Linked DNA regions of Mus musculus: regions 2, 3 and 4 are each linked to region 1. A link is a contact called in public Hi-C and promoter capture Hi-C data. All regions are on one chromosome and are shown on one strand. Each heading gives the region's core, a stretch centred on a gene start, on an enhancer-like site or on the middle of the called end of the contact. The rest is flanking DNA. Distances are from core to core; before and after follow the strand shown.

What was found. Promoter capture Hi-C pulls out the DNA fragments that hold promoters and counts their contacts. Hi-C and Micro-C count contacts between places; a contact is called where the count stands out from the background.
Region 2: a contact with region 1 is called in a Hi-C map of the N1E-115 cell line, with 4 times the contacts expected there. The contact joins the enhancer-like site here to the promoter of Atxn7l3b in region 1. A contact is called at or near these places in 2 of 39 promoter capture datasets (embryonic stem cells and hippocampal neurons), 1 of 484 Hi-C or Micro-C datasets (the N1E-115 cell line) and 8 of 115 datasets of contacts at active chromatin or transcription factors (SST interneurons, astrocytes, differentiating embryonic stem cells and 5 more).
Region 3: a contact with region 1 is called in a Hi-C map of double positive thymocytes, with 8 times the contacts expected there. The contact joins the promoter of E2f7 here to the promoter of Atxn7l3b in region 1. A contact is called at or near these places in 1 of 39 promoter capture datasets (liver), 3 of 484 Hi-C or Micro-C datasets (CD4 T cells, CD8 T cells and double positive thymocytes), 2 of 115 datasets of contacts at active chromatin or transcription factors (astrocytes and thymic regulatory T cells) and 2 of 9 other capture datasets (adipose tissue and liver).
Region 4: a contact with region 1 is called in a promoter capture Hi-C map of liver, with 4 times the contacts expected there. The contact joins the promoter of Csrp2 here to the promoter of Atxn7l3b in region 1. A contact is called at or near these places in 2 of 39 promoter capture datasets (liver and pre-B cells) and 1 of 484 Hi-C or Micro-C datasets (CD4 T cells).

What each region holds. Positions count from the first base shown.
Region 1 is chr10:112,927,710-112,930,409 of GRCm38.p6, reverse strand. It overlaps Atxn7l3b (ataxin 7-like 3B), which reads left to right and starts at 1,384. Exons shown (of 1, transcript NM_001033474.2): 1 at 1,384-2,700. The coding sequence starts at 1,688. The coding sequence ends at 1,981.
Region 2 is chr10:115,098,711-115,101,410 of GRCm38.p6, reverse strand. The region is part of intron 8 of Tph2 (tryptophan hydroxylase 2); the gene reads left to right. Among named protein-coding and RNA genes, the nearest start is that of Tph2, 85 kb to the left of the region's middle. Within about 2 kb of position 1,355, at least 13 of the 459 cell types and tissues checked have an H3K27ac peak or open chromatin away from gene starts, as enhancers often do. A contact at or near this core is called in the N1E-115 cell line, where this site is marked.
Region 3 is chr10:110,744,024-110,746,723 of GRCm38.p6, reverse strand. It overlaps E2f7 (E2F transcription factor 7), which reads right to left and starts at 1,285. Exons shown (of 13, transcript NM_178609.5): 1 at 1,045-1,285; 2 at 300-392. The coding sequence starts at 392.
Region 4 is chr10:110,918,741-110,921,440 of GRCm38.p6, reverse strand. It overlaps Csrp2 (cysteine and glycine-rich protein 2), which reads right to left and starts at 1,265. Exons shown (of 6, transcript NM_007792.4): 1 at 1,187-1,265.

The DNA of each region.
Region 1 (2,700 bases), core at 135-2,634:
ATCCCAATACAAGATTCGCATAGGCATCTACTGTAGGAGGCAGTCTGATTCAGTAACATGTACTCTTAAACATTACATGGTTTATTGTATGTCCAGATCCCACAATGTGTCAATACGTTAATTTTTTGAATCTAGAACATCTAGATTATACAAAAGTCCAATTTTTTTAAAGTTCTGTCTTTTTTTAAATTAAAAAAAAAGAACTCTGGGCAGAAAAAAATTAAGTAGCATAAGCTAAATGATTTGTATCTGCCAATTTGTGAGATCTAAATTAATTAAATAGACAACTAGAAAATACAGTTGTTTACAAATAGTTTGCACTCTAAATCAATCAGTGTAAGGTAATTCTGTACTGAGGAAAATATGATCATCTTATGCTTTTCTCTAATCTGGAAATCTTGCATAAGAAAGCTATAAAGGAGGATTTGAGTTTTTCCTTAGCCACAGTTCTTTCTGATAAATTGCAAAAGTAGAGCAGTTGCAGAGGAGGATCAAATAATGAACAAGAAAGAAAAAAGTAAAGAAAGAATACAGTGATTTCCTTATGTTTGAATTCACAACTAATCTTTTTAGGAATAGCTAGCTAGCATCTTCTGATCCATTGTGGTTAGTAGTGTGTTTTATCAGTGACAGAATAAGGACTTGCTTGAGTCAAATGAGAAAAGTTGTTAGGAGCTGGCTGCAGAGGATTTGGTGGGACGGTTCCAGTTCTCACAGTGAAAGCAGTGTAACTTTAGGAAAGTCTTCCCCCTCCTCTTTGCCTCCCCCAAACTAAGCGCACATCATTTTTATCTTGTAGCACATTTGGAGACGTATATAATCATTTCTTTACAGTCACGCTGACTTAATGGTCTTATAAGTGAGATAAATGCCTTAGGTTTATTTGATCAATATATTTGAATTATGCCTTTAGTGTCAGGATTCTAGTTGTTTTCATTCAAAGAAAGCCTCAAAGATAAACTATAGGGCAATTTGTTTCCTTGCATCATCTAGTGGATTTAAATGACAACTGCGGCAGTACTGTAAATTACTGCAAGCCAATCCTGTACGTCAAATTTTCAGTCGTATGTGGATAAACATGCCTGAAATCATTATTCGATTGATTACACAACTGGACAAGTAATTATTATTCCTCCTTTTACGTAAGAAATCATTGAAACACAGGTGAACGCATTAGTGAACGTTTAAAGCCCTAAACAAAATACCATAGCATCGTCGATAACATTTTATGAACCGGGAGAGAGAAAAAGACACAGGCAGGAATGCCAGTTGTCGCCACTGGCTCGCACAGACCAACAGTGCTCCCAGGCCAGCGAACTGCGCCAGAGCCCGAGCCCAAGCCCAGCCTCCGCGCGGAGCCAGTGCGCAGGCGCAGCACCGGGCGGAAGTGGGGGGGCGGGCCCAGACTGTCAGCGAGAGGAAGAGGCCCGAACGGCTGGGTGAGGCGCCGAGACGGTTTTCGCGGCGAGCCGGGCTCGGGTGCAGCTCAGAATCCCGAACTTGGGTGATCGTCGCAGCCGAGCGAGCGTTGGGGCTCCGGAGCGGCGGTTGCTGTCGCCGCGGACGCCGCCGTCGTCGCCGTTGCCGTCCCGGAGGACGAGGCCCGGAGAGGCCTTGCAGGCCTAGCGGAGCCCGAGTGTGCCGTGAGTAAAGCCAGCGCCCTCCGCACGGTCGCTTGCCGGTTAAGATGGAGGAGATTTCGTTGGCCAACCTGGATACTAACAAGCTGGAGGCCATCGCCCAGGAGATCTATGTAGACCTGATAGAGGATTCCTGCCTGGGCTTCTGCTTTGAGGTGCACCGGGCGGTCAAGTGTGGCTACTTCTACCTGGAGTTTGCAGACACTGGGAGCGTGAAGGATTTCGGCATCCAGCCAGTGGAGGACAAAGGCGCGTGCCGCCTCCCGCTCTGCTCCCTTCCTGGGGATCCCGGGGACGGGCCCCAGACGGAGCTGCAGCGTTCACCTCCGGAATTCCAGTAGTCACCACCTGAGAGAGGGCGACACAGTGACCAGGACAATAATAGAGACTGGTCCCCGTGGCTTTGGAGGAATAAGCTAAGTTGGAGAGAAAAAAAATTAAATCAACAAATAAAGGAAAAGCAAACAAAAGTCCCATTTACCCCCCTTCAAGATCTTAGCATTAAAATACAAAAAAAAAAAAAACCGAGAAGGCGTAAAACGAACAAAACACCCAAAGAGGAGAATTTAGGAATCCCGGTCCATTTGAAAGGGTCTCCCATGCCAGCTCTGAAATCCTGGGCAGAAGAAGGTCCAGAGGCGTCGTGCTGTATTTTGAGCTGTATAAAATACATGTGGATGTGCAAGGACCCTGAACTGTCCTCGGTACACAGGTGAGCAGCTGTGTACCCAGCCTATACAATTCTATTTGTTTCTCAGATTCTGCATCTGCCTGATGTCATGGGCCTCCTTCGAAGTTTTAGATGGTGTTGATGGTCAGGCCCTGATCAGTCAGCTTCGGTGGACTGCTCCTCTGATTTCTAAGCCTCCAATTGGGCCTCTTTGATACAAATAGAAGTCAGGTATGTGACTTAAATACTAAAAATATTAATATTCCCGTTTGAATTCGATGGGAAGCCCTTGTGCCCTTGTCTTCAAGAAGTTCCAAATCACCTGTTTTCCAAAGGTCCAGCATTTTGTGGGGACAAGGCCTTGCCTTTGGCTCATCAGAAGACCTGTCT
Region 2 (2,700 bases), core at 106-2,605, 2.2 Mb before region 1:
TTGCTGAGAAGATGGCAGCCCTGGGCAGCCATTGCTTTGTGTACGACTCTTAGGAGTAATTAAGAGTCCGAAGGGTTTAAAGAAATGACAACAGAAATGTGTGTGTGTGTGTGTGTGTGTGTGTGCGTGTGCGTGTGTGCGTGTGTGTGTGTGTGTGTGTCAGGGAGGAGGTGATATGGTGTTACCAGGGTAGGGAGACCTGTGTGGTTTAAATAACACAACCATTAGTCTCACCTTTGTTTCTAATATTTATTTTTACTGTGCTAATATTTCTATTCTAAAGTGTTCTGCTCCACTACCAGCCATCCTTCTTACTGCCAGCCCATTATCAATTGCGATTTAGTCAAGCTTAAGGAATTTTGGCTAAAGGCAGGAAAGCATGCCCTGTTTGAGAACTGAAGTCTTGATGATGCTAAAATTCAAACTAGCCAGGGGTGGGTGCTGGGGTAGGGGGTGGGATAAGGGTGGTGGTGGGAGCGTAAAGGTGTATGGGAGGGGGACTTGGGTGTCTCCTTCTCAACAACCTTGCAAAGCAATCTCCTGAAGAAAGCAGAAACAATTCAGCAAATACTCTGAAAGGGGTAGTGAGCCCCTTTGTGTGTCTCTATACTGATCAGATGACAGATTGCTGGTATTGGACCATCTTTCAGAAGCAGTCCTTCTTTCTGAGCCTTATCCTTTGGCTACGACAGGGACAACCAAGGGGCAGATACTTGTTGGATGTTCTTCCTGTCCCATCCTGGAGCACCCATCTTCTTTAGGCACCAAGCCTTGATCTGTTAGATCATAAAGAAAAAAAATGGTGGTGGTGGTGGAGACAGAATCCACAGTGGATTGCAGAGGATGGGCTTATAATGGCTCTCAAGGAGTTAGGGATAATAGCCCCTTATGCTTGTGGAACTATTTCAGCACTAGGCTGTTGCAAGAAATATTAAAAAACAGAACTGGCCCATTCCCATGGTTATGCCTCTAACTCTCTGCCCTGGCAGCCTGACTGGCCATGCATTGGCAGGCAATGGCTGACCTATTTTTATCTCGTGGAGACTGACTCAGAATTGCACAATCTCTCCACCCAGCTCACTAAGTTCTTACTGCAGGTCATTACCATGCCAGCCCTGTGCATCAAATCCCCCATGACCTTTGTGGTGCACATCTGGCAAACCCACACTTTGCCACCGTACCTTTCTCTCTAACTCTCTTCTGCTTCCTCTCTTCCTCTGTCCAACCCAGAAGTCCCGCCTACTCACCCAGCGACTGGCTCCTTTATTCATTAGGGGATTAATTTACAGGAAGCCACCATATCATGTGACTCATTCCTCATTCCAGACAACCTCTCCCGGGAGAGCAGAATTAACATAAAATGCAAGCAGCACAGAGCCATCCACAACACTAGGCTCTGTCTCGCCATCATGGTAGGTCACAATAACTCTGCACGTGGAAGCTCCATCACTAATAAGAAAAGGCGCTGCTGGATCTGAGGTTGGAAACTCAAGTTCGTTTCATGATTTAATAGTTCCAGAATTTCGGGTCCCAGTTTTCTGACACAAACCATGCAGTCAATAACTTCAATAAAGTCTGCTTCAGTGGCAGGTAGGAAAACAAACTTGTGTAAGAATGCTTTGTTAAGCCTGGCTAGGCTGCCAGTCAATGCTTTGAAGCTTGAGGTAAGTTCTACTGTCTAGTGATAACCCTGCGTTTGGAAGCACCTTGCTATTCAATTGCTGAATACCGTGCTTCTGTGCTTTTGGCATTTCTGGCTCTTCTTCTTGTGTGTTCTTCTTGTTCTCTTATGTTGGACGGGTTTAGGAGCCCTGTAACTAAGCTTGCTTAGAGCTGTGTAGAAGGTAAGACACCGAGGACTGGAATAAGTGAGTGAAGGAGTCTCCTATAAGCAAGGGACACAGAACTTAGCGCACGGAACTTAGATCACAGTTTCAGTCAGGCTCGTTCCAGCTTTCTGTCGTGAACTTCCTCTTGCCTGGGTAAGTGGATAATAGAATTCTAGATGTGAGAGAATGTGTATGATTATTAAGCAAAAATATACTCTACTACTATGAAAGAAAGGGTTTTTTTTTGTAGTTGTTTTTCTTTTTTCTTTTTTTTTTGTTTTTTGTTTTTTTGTTTTTTTGAAAGGTAACAGTACCCATGTCTCAAAGAGAATGCTCCCCGCTCCCCCAAGGCCTCCCCACTCCCTGGGGCCTCGAGTCTCTCCAGGGTTGGGTGCATCTTTTCCCACTGAGGTCAGACCAGGCATCCTCTGCTGTATATGTGTCTGGGGCCTCATATCGGCTGGTGTATGCTGTCTGGTTGGTGGCTCAGTATCCGAGAGAGATTTCAGGGGTTCAGTTTGGTTGAGACTCCTGGTCTTCCTATGGGGTTGCCCTCCTCTTCAGCTTCTTCCAGCCTTTCCCTAATTCAACCCCTGGGGACCCCAACTTCAGTCTAATGGTTGGGTGTTAAGCATCTGTGTCTGTCTCAGCGAGCTGATTGTTGGGCCTCTCAGAGGGCAGACATGCTAGGCTTCTGTCTGTAAGCACACCATAGCATCAGTAATAGTGTCAGGCCTTGGAGCCTTCCCATGAGATGGATCCTGATTTGGGTAGGTCACTGGACCGTCTTTCCCTCAGTCTCTTCTCCATTTTTGTCCCTGTAGTTCTTTTAGACAAGAACAATTCTGGGGCAGAGTTTTTGACTGTGGGG
Region 3 (2,700 bases), core at 36-2,535, 2.2 Mb after region 1:
ACAACAAAATCCTGTTCCAGGGAATTAACGCTTTCTAATTTCTTCCAACATTAATTCAACTGCCCTTGGGATCTCTAGGCATCACAAACTTCTGATCACTGCATCCAGAATGCACCTTTGGCTTCAGAAGCTGGTTCCAACACTAATGACTTAAGAGGAGCCGAAACAAAGGTCGCAATGGCCCCATTCTCTAAAAACTCCTCTATAACGGCCATCACAATTATGCTGTATACGAGACGAAAGCTAGGCATCACCATCCAAAACATGCTGGAGACTATAAAGTATTTATTTGTGCTTACCTTTTGTGCGTTCTCTGCATCTTCAATGGCAAAATCTAGTCTGGTCTGCCTGGGGCTGATCAAGTCTTTTAGTGTTAAACAATTCACCTCCATCTGGAACACACAACTATATCAGAAAATGATTTTACATTTATTTCCCCCTACAACAACAACGACAAAATGCCACTTGTGAACATCAACTTTCCCTTCCTACAGCATTCCTGGAATTTTCCAAGAATGAAGACACCCTCCATTCCTCATTAAAACTCACACGGACAAACACTTAAAATATACTTAGGAATCACTGGAAATCTGGGAAGACGAAAAAACTGAACAAAACTGCAATCCTTTATGAAAAGCAACAGGCAAAATAGTTACCAAGGAAGGAAGGTGTTAGGCAAATGCCAAGAAAGTTACAGGGTCTCCCAGGTCAGTTAATTTTGGCGCAAAGAACCGGGAGGAATTCAACTTTGAGTGGGTTTGATCTAGGGGGTAGACTGAAACCTGATCTAGAGACCAACCCATGCGGGAAGCGCTCAGCCCCTCCCTAGGCATCTAAGCACACCCCAAGTGAAACTCTTCCCAGGGGACCCCTAAATCGTGGGGGTAGGTGGTAGTGGGGACCAGCCTCCTTCACCTAGCGCTGCAGCCAGCACAACCCCAGGGGGCACTCGGACCCGGGGCCTGTGGGACGGCATCCAGGGCGGCGGGTAACCCGTCTCCGCATTCCCGCCTCCCCATCCGAGGGGGCCGCACGCTTCCTTACTGTCGCTGCGCGATGGAGGGTCTCTCCGGGGACGTCCGCAGCCGCACGCGTGAGCGGGCAGAGCGTGTAGATCTCAGCGGCCGGCTGGCGACATGGGCAGGGCAGGGCAAGGCTCGCAGATCCTCCGCTCCACCCGCGGTGTCCGCGTAGCGACAGCGTCTCCTACCCGCCTAAGCCAAGCTCCAGCCCTGGATCGCGGTCCCCGCTAAAACACCTCCTCTGGCGCCTTGAGACTGAATTTGAGCATTCACCAATGCGCGGCGGCCGGCGGGGCGGTGCCGACCAATGGCGCGGCGGCACGGCCCGAAGCCCCGCCCCTCGCTGTCTTGGCGCTCGGCGCCGCGCCTTTCCTCCCCTTCGCCCGCCCGCCGGATTGTTGTCGCCTCGCCCCCTCCCCCTTCCGGGTACCTGGAGGCGGTGACGCGGGAGCGTTTCCCGCGGGGACGCGGGCGCGGACGCGGGAAGCCGGGGCGGGGCGGCGCGGGCCGGCGCGCTCTCCGCGGGGCGCCCTTTTGTTGTGGGGGACCGACCCACGCCGGCCCCCAGCGCAGCAGATGGAGCCGGGGAAACGATCCGCACGCGCGGGATGCTGCGGACGCCGCCCTGCCCCCAGCAACCTGCGGGAGCCGAGTTGCCGGGACCTGCCAGGGCGGCTCCCTAGCACCCGGCGCCGCCAGGTGACACGTGAACCCTGGTTAGCACCTGGGCTGCGAGCAGATGGCACGCCCGTTAGCCCTGGGAACAACCCCGGCAGCCGCACCAAAGGGGGTTTTGCAAAAGGTTTCCTGGTGTTCCCTCTCCAGAGCATTAGAGATGGTCGAGAATGTGTTATTAGACAGTTTCTAGTAAGGACTAGCTTGGGGGATGGGGGAACAGTCAAGAATATCTCTGGAATATTACTGATTTCTATTAGACCTTTCACTTCCTTCGGATTCTTATTTAAAATATGAACCTAAGGAAAGACTGCTATTTTAGGCCCCTCTTGAGAAACTCTTGTTTAGAACCGTTTTGGATTTGCACAAAAAACTGAAAAGATACTTTAAAAGAGTTCACTCACATCTAGTACCCAGTTTCAGCCACTTATGTAAGTACAAAGCACTTGTTTAAGTCACTATTTATTCAGGTTTTCTTTTTACCAAATGCTTTTTTATTTCCTGTTGGAGGACATCGCTTTTGTTCATCTCTCCTAAGCTCCTGGTTCAGTTTCTTGGGTTGATCCCCAGATTTTCCCCGAGTACTGTTATTTTGTAGGGTGCCCTCAGCTGGGATTTATAACGGCCTCTTTAACACATGCCCACGAGTATTTCCCCACTTCAACGCAAAACTATCATTCTCATTACCCCGTCTTAGCCGTTCCGTGCAAAGGCCCCACCCTTCACCTCTCAGCTCTCAAAAATGTACAATGAGCCATCAGAAGAATTCAAAATATTTACTCAAGTCCTTCGGTTTTTACTCCAGTCTGCTGGTACATTCAGCCTGAAAATGGCTACCGGACTATACCTTAGAAAAGACCAGAACGCATGTAAAACAATCCGCATGAACAAATAAACAATAGTAGCTTAAAAAAAAAGTATGTCTATGGCAAATAACAATTTGAAGACTATAGGGATAGCTCAGCCAATAAAGTGCTTGAAGGATCAGAGTTGGACCTCTGGT
Region 4 (2,700 bases), core at 16-2,515, 2.0 Mb after region 1:
ACTAAGCAAACAGTGTTCCAGAGACTCATGGGATGTATACGTCTATGGCAACCTGGCTATAAAAAGTGGGGTCAAACAGCCTTGAGGAGTAATGAAGGAATTATCAGTAACAATTACAAGGCAATGGCAGAGAATAGGGTCCCAAATGTCACTTGTATGCAGTGTTGAGATTGTATGAGTCTCTCTTTTGAAATCTACCGTTTAAATCTTTCTTGAAGAATCTGGGTACAAGAATCACTTCCTTTTTGGATTCTTTGGTTTTATGTAAGTAGAGATTAAGCACGCATTGAAAAAGTCAATAATTTAACTATTTTCGCTGCCCAAGTTAAAAAATTACTACACCCAGCCCCCCCCCCGCCCCGAACTGAAAAGCATTTAATAAAGTAAAAATGTATGCGACTCAAACAAAACAGGTCAAACCAAATATTTACTCAAAAAGTAATCAGGTAAACAAATAAAGTTCAAAGTCCTGGCTTCCAAGGGGGCAGAAGTTTCAAGAGCTCTCCCCTCACCTCACCCCTTACCTCACGGATGCCTATAACTATTATCTAGCTCTGAACCCATACTGTGACTTTTAGGACCTGTTGCAGAATTTCAGAACCAAGCAATGCTGTATCCTTGTTTGTACTTTAAAGGTAGAAAGCACCAGGAAAAGCTAGGAATGTTCAACTAGAATTTCACTATGGTTCCTTCTGTGCCGGGTGGGCAGAGACCACCGAACAAAGGCGATGGCCAGGAGCTCCGTTTCGCCACAGGAGAACTGGAGCTCAGAGGGTATGGAGACGCCCACCACCCCAGAGTACCCACCCAATTCCCGAGAAGGTCGTCAGGGCTGGGCAGACACACCCTTGGGGCACTGGAGCCCCGAAGCCTCTAACCCCTCCTACCCGAAGGGGAGAATCAGCCCTGGGAGGGAGCCTGGGGCTACAAAAAGAGGCATTGGCGGCCACGAGAAACTCCCAGCTCGCCTCTCTCCCAGAGAACAGGATGGAAAATTAAAGGTCACAGGGGATGATTTACCTGCCCCAAGGACATGAGGTCCCAGGGCAGGGATGGTCTGGGGGCGACAGCAGGTGTGCTAGTGGACCCCGCATTGGGGCAGAAGTGAGAGGACGGGTGGAAGCATAGTCAGGAGCAGGGGTGGAGATGACAGGGACCGCGGGGCTGCAGGCTTCCTAGGACTCACCCGAGTGGGAGGAGGGAGCACGCGGCGGGCGGAGCTAACGAGGTCTGACCGAGGAAAGCCGCGGGCGGATCCGGAGACTGGCGGGAGCGCGTGTGCCCGCTTTTAAAGACTTATGTTGGGCGTGGCCTTGTTCGCCACGCCCATCATCGGTCATGCCCCTCGGGGTGTGCGATGGTCTCCGCCCGGCCCGCTGAGCTGGGCTCCCGCTGCGGGTTTCGAGCTCTGGCCCCGAGACAAAAGACCGGAATCCCGCCTCTTCCTGCGGCTTCCCGCGCGTCCGAGTCTCCCACCGTCTCCGGCTGCTCCTACCCGCCGGTCCCGGGACGTCCGGAGCACTCAGGATCGGCCCGGAGCCAGCGAGATCCGGTGTCGCCCCGTGGGATTCCCGCCACCCTTTACTGCACAAACGCCATATGTTAGCCTCCGGGGTGCAGGACTCCCCGGTGCAGGATAGTCTCTGGTCAGAATCCCGGCTTCTGGAATCCGCAGCTTTCCTGTCGCGAAAGAGCTGCATTCCTCATCTAGACTAAACAAATGACGTTATGAAAACACCTCATTCCCCAAGTGTTTTGCTTTCCCCCACCACTCTTTGCTGAGGGGGGAAGAAACCCACAACCCACGCAGAAACCCTGGCGCCAAAAGGCTTCGGGTTTCAGTTTGCAATTGTTTGCAGTTGTCCGAAAAGTCCAGGGATGTCTCGCCGGCGAAGACAGCAGAAAGGACCTAAAATCTGGGCTTGAGGTGACATATTATTGTTCTAGACAAAAAGCAAAATAATGTCATCTCTATCTGGTTTGTATTCTAGGACATTTGGTGATCCACTTCTCTGTCATCAGTAGTGGGTTGCCCTAAGAATTAGTATTTGAAGAGTGGTGACCTCCACGCCGCAATAGGCAGCGACCAAAACTACTCCCCTCTGTCACAAATCGATCACCCCTTTCATCCAGGCGCAACATCATGCTGTTAATAGCCTAGTTCTTTGGTGGGGGTTAGGATGACTTTAACTGATAGATGCCAGTACCCTCGCGTTGCGACAATAAAAAATTTCCCGCTTACGTTGCCAAAGGCCCTGTTAGGGGGGGTAGGAGGAGGCAGAGTTGAGGAAGGCCCCTCCGGTGACAAAGTACAGGCCTGGTTTATGCCTTTTTATGTCGTATGCTGGGCCCAATCCAAAATAAGCTCGTAATTGCAGCCAGATTCTCTGTCCACCAAGGACTGTTGAAAAACAGTGCAAGTAGTGATTGACATCTCCCCCAGATTGCGGCAGGAGTTTGAAAGCATGGGTGCCTGCTGTGAGCTTTTCTAAATACCAGCAATTCTTACATTCACGATTCCGATCTGTTTGCTTTACCTCCGCAGCTTGCTGCACTTCTTACGGGAGGGGCTTCTGGTTTGTTTTCACTGAAGGAAGCAGGGTAGTTCATGTTCCCTTTTTTTCAGCAAGCGATTGTCCTTTTTCTGCTACTCCTGAGGTCCACTAGAGTTTCTCTGAGGAAGGGGCCTAAGGACTGGAC